Linked DNA regions of Sus scrofa: region 1 is linked to region 2. Evidence: chromatin contacts called from public Hi-C data. All regions are on one chromosome and are shown on one strand. The core of a region is the stretch at or near the end of the contact, and the rest is flanking DNA. Distances in the headings are between cores, read along the strand shown. Region 1 overlaps MAML1 (mastermind-like protein 1). Region 2 holds the start of MRNIP (MRN complex-interacting protein).

What was found. A called contact is a pair of places that touch in the nucleus more often than the background predicts.
Region 1: a contact with region 2 is called in a Hi-C map of skeletal muscle, with 1.9 times the contacts expected there. The contact joins the enhancer-like site here to the promoter of MRNIP in region 2. A contact is called at or near these places in 4 of 47 Hi-C or Micro-C datasets (alveolar macrophages, embryonic fibroblasts, heart right ventricle and 1 more) and 1 of 2 datasets of contacts at active chromatin or transcription factors (alveolar macrophages).

Annotation. Positions count from the first base shown.
Region 1 is chr2:78,848,351-78,852,194 of Sscrofa11.1, forward strand. All of the region lies in intron 1 of MAML1 (mastermind-like protein 1), which reads right to left. Among named protein-coding and RNA genes, the nearest start is that of MAML1, 26 kb to the right of the region's middle. Within about 2 kb of position 1,436, at least 10 of the 83 cell types and tissues checked have an H3K27ac peak or open chromatin away from gene starts, as enhancers often do. A contact at or near this core is called in skeletal muscle, where this site is marked.
Region 2 is chr2:78,728,529-78,732,116 of Sscrofa11.1, forward strand. It overlaps MRNIP (MRN complex-interacting protein), which reads left to right and starts at 2,083. Exons shown (of 6, transcript XM_013987518.2): 1 at 2,083-2,295. The coding sequence starts at 2,230.

The DNA.
Region 1 (3,844 bases), core at 186-2,685, 120 kb after region 2:
AATAAATGCTGGAGAGGGTGTGGAGAAAACTATTCTCTGCTGGTGGGAATGTAAATTGGTGCAATCACTGTGGAAAACAGTATGGAGATTCCTCAGAAAACTAAAAATAGAATTACCATTTGATCCAGCAATCCCACTCCAGGGCATCATCTATCCAGAGAAAACCATGACTTGAAAAGATCCATGTACCCCAATGTTCACTGTAGCACTATATACAACAGACAAGCATGGAAGCAACCTAAATGTCCACGGATAGAGGAGTGGATAAAGAGGATGTGGTACATATACACAATGGAATATTACTCAGCCACAAAAGGGAATGTAATAATGGCATCTGCAGCAACATGTACGGACCTAGAATTATCATGCTAAGTGAAGTTAGTGAGACACCAACATCACAGCTATCACTTATATGTGGAATCTAAAAAAAGTATATGATGACCTTCTTTGCATTACGGAAAACTGACTCACAGACTTTAAAAAACTTATGGTTTCCAAGGGAGACAGGTTGTGCGGCGGGGGGGGGCGGGCCTGGAAATGCTACAAAATTGGGTTGTGATGATCACTGTACAACTATAAATGAAATAAAATTCATGAAAAAAAAGTGTATAATGAAAAAATAAAAAGCAAGTATATGTATTAAATACAATGTAATCTCTTCCTGTATGATTATAAGGTAGAAAGTTAAAATTCACACTGTTTACTGAGAATCAAAATTGCTATATACACTGGTTCTTGTTCTTGGCAGGCAGCTGGCACATTTCTTGGCTATAGAAAAATGTACTTAGGAAGTCACGTGAGGCTCAGAAGGTTGCATGGTGCTTGAAAACAAAGCAGGCTACTACTAACTGGCTGTGTGACCTTTGAAATCCTTCAAAGGATCTGGTTTCATGCCCTATAAATTTGAGAACCTGGGTAAGATGATCTGAGGTTCCACTCAGCTTTAAATGTCCATACTGCTATCTTGCTAATTACTGCCCTGTTTAGAGGGAGATATTCTTGTGGTTCACGCAGTGCTATTCATGGAGATTCTACTATATGCCAGACATTGCCCTATACAGGCTGTGCACAAAATAATGGTGAATTCAGACATTCACAAGGTTTTTACTATATTGGAGGCAGAGTACTAGGCACTGGGGATAAAATGATAAACAAGACATAGTTCCTGCCCCACCCCCACGATGTGATGCCAAAGCAATAAAGGCAGGCCAGAGAACTATGGGAGGAAAGATAGGGGAACAGTGTGGAGATGATATGCCAGACTTTCTGAAGAAAGGGACATTGACTTAGGTATTAAATGAGCCAGAGGAATCATCCAAGAGAAAAGAGAGGAGGCACTTTGGCTGAGAGACAAAGGCAAGGATATACAAATGAGCACTGAATGACAGCAGATGGAGGGAAGTAAGCAGAAAAAAAAATGAGTTGTTGAGGTGCAGCGGGTTAAGGATCTGGCGCTTTCACTGCTTGTGGCACAGGTTTGATTTCTGGCCCGGGAGCTTCTGCATCCCAGGGGCACAGTCAACAGCAACGACGAGTTGTTTTATACTGCTGAAGTGTAAAGACACAACAGGGAGTGCTGAAGGAAAGGCTGGAATGGACTGTGATGGAGTGGGTTAATAATGGAAGGTGATTTAGTGGAAAATTTATAAAAATACACAAAATTAGAGAAAACAGTATAATGAACCCAAGTATGCCCATCATTTAACTTAAACAACTATTGGTATTTGGCCATTTTGTTTCATTCCTAAGTCTTTATCTTCCCCTCACCTACCCCCCCCCCAAAACTGGATAATTTAAAAAACAAATCCTAGGCATAATATCATTTAATCCACAAACACTTCAGTATTTATCTCTAGAAATAAAAACTCTTAAATATATGCATGTGTATAACCATTTACAGCTAACACAGTAATCCTTTATCATTACCACCTCAAACCCCATTAGCATGGCTACTATCAAAAACCCAGAAAGTAGCCAGTGTTGGCAAGGATATAGAGAAATTGGAACCCTTGCGTACAATTATGGGAAAGTAAAATGATGCAACTGCTATGGTTGGTTCCAAAAAAAAAAAAAAAAAAATTTCACTGTATTAACCAGCAATTTAATTTCTAAAAAAATACCATCTTCAGAAGAAATGAAACCAAGGACTTGAACAGATATTTGAACACCCATGTTCACAGTAGCACTATCCACGAGAGCCAAAAGGCAGAAGCAACCCAAGGGTCCGCTGGTGCATAAATGGATAAACAAAATGTGGTATATACCCAGGCCATGGAATATTGATATTATTTGGCCTTAAGAAGGAAGGAAATTCGCATACATGCTACAATATGGATAAACTCTGAAGGCATTTTTTTTTTTTGTCTATTTTTTTTGGTCTTTTGTCTTTTTGCCTTTTCTGGGGCCGCTCCAGTGGCATGTGGAGGTTCCCAGGCTAGGGGTCCAACTGGAGCTGCAGCCGCTGGCCTATGCCACAGCTCATGGCAATGCCGGATCCTTAACACACTGAGCAAGGCCAGGGATCAAACCCATGTCCTCATGGATACTAGTTGGGTTTGTCAACCGCTGAGCCACAATGGGAACTCCTAAAGACATTGTTAAGTAAAATAAGCCAGCCACAAAAGGACAGATATTGTGTGAAGTATCTGAAACAGTCAGATTTATTAAAGACAGAAAATAGAATGGGTTACCAGAGACTGGGGAGGGGAGGATGTGGAGAGTTATTGTTTAATAAGATGAAAGAGTTCTGGAGATGGACAATGGTGTGGTTGCAAACAATGTCAATGTACTTCGTGCTGAACCATACACTTAAAAAATGGTTAAGATGGTAAATTTTTGCATATATTTTACCACAATTTAAAATTTTTCTTTTTCTTTTTTCTTTGCTTTTTAAGGCCATGCCCGCAGCACTTGGAAGGTCCCAGGCTAGGGGCTGAATTGGAGCTGTAGCCATTGGCCTATGCCATAGCAAGAGCAATGCAGGATCCAAGCTGCATCTTCGACCTATGCCACAGCTCATAGCAATGTGGGGTTCCCGACCCACTGAGCAAGGCCAGGGATCGAACCTACATCCTACAGATACTAGTCAGGTTCATTACCACTGAGCCACAATGGGAATCCCCTTTAATTCTTTATTATTATCCTGTATCCCATTAGTGTTGATATTTCTCTGTCTCATCAATACCTTTTGCAAACAAACAAAAAACAAAATTGATAATAACTATGGAAAATTTCATACGTACACTACAGTAGAAAAAAAGTATATGATCTCCATGTAACCACTGCCCAACTGAAACAACACATAGCCCATCTGTTCTTATTCACATCCTGCCCATGCTCCCTGGGTTAACCGACGAATCACATCATTTCTAAATACTTCAGTATGTATCACTAAAATATAAAAGCTCCTTAAAAGACAACCATCGCAAAGTTCCCATGTGGTACAGTGGGTTAAGGATCTGGCATTGCTGCAGCTATGGCACAGGTTGGATCCCTGGCCCAGGAGCTTTCTACTGGCCTCAGGTGTGGCCAAAAAAAAAAAAAAAAAAAAAAAAAAAATCATCAAAGAACTCACCAAGTACTTTAAAAACATGACCTAAAAGTGTTATTAGGGGAGTTCCCGTTGTGGCACAGCAGAAAGGTATCTGACTAGAAACCAGGAGCTTGTGGGTTCGATCCCTGGCCTCAGTGGGTTAAGGATCCAGCATTGCTGTGAGCTGTGGTGTAGGTTGCAGATGCAGCTCAGATCTGATGTTGCTGTGACTGTGGTGTAGGCTGGCAGCTGTAGCTCCAATTTGACCCCTAGCCTGGGAGCCTCCACATTGCTATGGGTGCAGCCCTAAAA
Region 2 (3,588 bases), core at 833-3,332:
GTGCAACATTGGGAAAATATTAAAAATATTAAATCACCTATAACCCTTGCCTCCCACACCCAGAAATAAATAATGCCTGGTTTTATGTAATTGAAATTATGCATATTTTGTTGCTGCCTTGCTTCCCAACAGAACACATACCAGCATTTTCACTCCAAACTCAAACTTTTTGTAATGGATCTGCATTACGGTCTATTAGCATTCTTATTTCCATTCTTATTTCCACTTTTTTCCTGTTATACTTCAAGTATCACTACTGCATAAACAGTAAGTCTGGGTGATTCAGATTATTCAGATAGAGGTAATAGCCAGATTGTTTTTCCCTTTTACCATTCTTCCAGCATCCTTTAAGAAATGTTCCTCTTTTACCACATCCTTGTCAAGATTGGGCTTTTTTTTTTTTTTTTTTTTTTTTTTTTGTCTTTTGTCTTTTATAGGGTCACACCCACGGTATATAGAGGTTCCCAGGCTAGTGGTCGAATCGGAGCTACAGCTGCTGGCCTACGCCAGAGCCACAGCAACGCCAGATCCAAGCCGTGTCTGCGACTTACACCATAGCTCACAGCAACGCTGGATCCTGAACCCACTGAGCAAGGCCAGGGATCAAACCCGCAAGCTCATGGTTCCTAATCAGATTTGTTTCCGCTTCACCAGGACAGGAACTCCAGACTTGGGCATTTTTAATTTTCTTTTAACAAGATGAGTTATGTTGTCAGGCATGTGTGAATGTCTAGGCAGGTTGGCATTGGGGTCCCATTGAAGTTGGGACATGAGGGGTGAGCTGTTCCTCCCTGCCCAGAGCAGGACTTGGCCTCCACCTTTCAGAGCAGAGCTTTCTCAGGGCTGCAGGAAGTGAGACAGCCTGGGACCTGGGCCCCTTTGGGGTAGTACTTGCACCTGGACAAACCTCTCCTCCAGCAACAAAATACAAAGAAACTCTAAGGGACTAAAAATAGCTGTGTGCATACACAGTTGGGGCAAATTATGAACAAGACACAAGAAAAAGACCAAAAACTCAGCTTTCACTCCTGAGGGGTGGGGAGCAAAAGCAGAGTATTGTGCATAATCCCTGCCCACTGCACCACTAGGGGGGTGGACAGACCACCCAAGCCACCCTGCCAGCTTGACTGCTGGACCTGTCCTTACCCTCAGGTCACTTAGGCAACCAGATCCCACGCTGAGCACCAATACCCCAGAAGTAAGCAAAGGAATCCGTTATTGTTTTCACTCCCCCTTGCCGCAGCATGAGTCCCAATAACGCCTTGTCTGAATTTCTTATCTGGCCTCTTTATCAATTTCTACTGAGTAAGGAATCCAAGAACCCTGGACGGTAACGGGGGACTGATTTCATTTTCAACCGCCAGGTGTCAGAAGACTGATTTCATTTTCAACCGCCAGGCGTCTCCGGTTCCCTCTCTGAGAAGCATAGGTCTGGTGAACTGTTTATTTTCCCAGGATTCTTGGTGCTGCAGCTCAAAGTTTAACTGGACCACCTCTGACCAGCGGTCCTGCATATCCCAACTTTGGCCCCAAGAAGTGAGCTGGAGTAGGGCGGCACCCTCCAGCTCCCTCTCTCAGGCTAAGAGAAGCAGAAGAAACGGTGCCAACAAAGGGCCGACCTGGAGCGGCAGCTAGAGACCCCAACGTTGCAACTTTTTTTTTTTCCGGTTTTCTTAGGGCCACACCTGCGACATATGGAAGTTCCCAGGCTAGGGGTCTAATCTGAGCTACACCTACTGGAGTACTAGCGAGCTGCTGTACCCGAACTGCTGGCCTACACCACAGCCACAGCAATGCCGGATGCCCAACCTCCTGGGCGAGGCCAGGGATCGAACCCCAACCCACGAACTAGTCGGATTCGTTTCCGCTGCGTCTCAACAGGAACTCCCCCAACCTTGCAACTTTAAAACGCTCCTTTAAATAAAGCTGGGAACTGGCTCACGAGAACCGGTGGACCTGACTGACGCAAACTCCAAACAACGCCTGACTGGGTAGCAGAGAGAAGACCCCAGTAGCCTGAAGTCGACTGCGGACCAACCCGAACGTGGAGAAACACCTGGGGGTAGAGAAGCCCAAGGCCGCAGAACCGGGCAGAGCAGTGTGGGCGGGAAACGCAGGGCGGGAGCGCATAAAGGGGCGGAGCCTGAGGCTGGAGGGGCCCGGGCGCAAGAAGTGGGCGGAGCCAGGGCGGACAGGCGGACAGAGCGCGCGCGCCGGCCAGCAGTCGCCATGGCGCCTCCACAGCAGGCTCGGGTTTTGCGATGCTGCCACTGCCTGCTTTTCCAGGCGCACCAGGTGGGATGGGCTCCAGCCTCCCGCTCCTCCGAGGTCGGGGACAGCGGGCAGGATGAGGTGGGGCCGCGGGGGGCTGGACGTCTTCCCCGCGCCCTGTCCCCAGGCATGGGCATTGTCTCGGGCGCTTGCGGGTTGTGCCTGGGGTCGTGACCTGTGACAGCGTCTGTCCTGAGAACTAGATTTTAGGGATGTCCCTTCTCCATAATGTTCTGGGTTTTTTTTCGGGTTTTGCTGGCTTGTAAAAATTGGCAGAAACCAGTCGTAAAGTTTTCTGCGGAGGCGGCCTCATGAGCTTTAGCAGGGCACACCTGGTTACAGATAGAAGCTAGCCTCCTTTATGCAGAGCCTAGCACCCAAAGTGGCCCTTTCCTAATTTAAATAAAGGGAATTTTATTGTATTTACCCCTGCTGGCATTCTTTCCCTTTGCCCTCGTCTCTATCTATGTGGTGAGGGATAATCGAAGTTTGTAAAATGCATTGCTTCCCTGATTGAAAACCTAAGATAGGGGATGTCACTTGTTCTTTCTTGGATCGTGTTCTGTCTCTCCCTGCTTGATGCTGTCACGCTTGTCAGTGTATCGGCTGTGGTAGTCCCCTTCTCCTCCTAGTTATCTGCTGCTCTGTGCCCTGAAAAAGGATAGCATCAGACTACGTACAAAATATTTGTTTAAAAGTCAGTAATGCGTGGGGGTTCCCCGTCGTGGCTCAGTGGTAACCCAACTAGTATCTATGAGGACGTGGGTTCGATCCCAGGCCTCCATCAGTGGGGTAAGGATCCAACATTTCAATCCGCTGCGGTGTAGTTCGCAGACATAGTTGGGATCTGGCGTTGCTGTGGCCAGTGGCATAGGCTGGCAGCTGATACTCCCATTCGACCCCTAGCCTGGGAACCTCCATATACCACAGGTTCAGCCCTAAAAAGACCAAGAAATAAATAAATAAATAAAGTCAGTAAAGCTCTGAGTATGTACCTATTAAGTTTGCTGTGACTTTGTAAGGGCCGTTTTAGGGAACTCAGAGACTTTTTACTTATTTCATTTTTCAGTTCTAGAAGTTGAGAATAAATGGGAGTCATTTTCACTTTTAAATTATTACACATATATAATACAGTGCGTGTTCTCATGGTGATTTTCAACTCTGAAGTGATTTGAAACCAAGTGGGAAAAGGGGGGGTCGACAGTTTAATTACAAGTTGGCTGTGTACCAGGCAGTTTCACACATCTGATTTAATTTCAACACCTTTTTTTAATTTATTATTTTTTATCTGCTTCGCACCTCGATTCTTTTCCCACT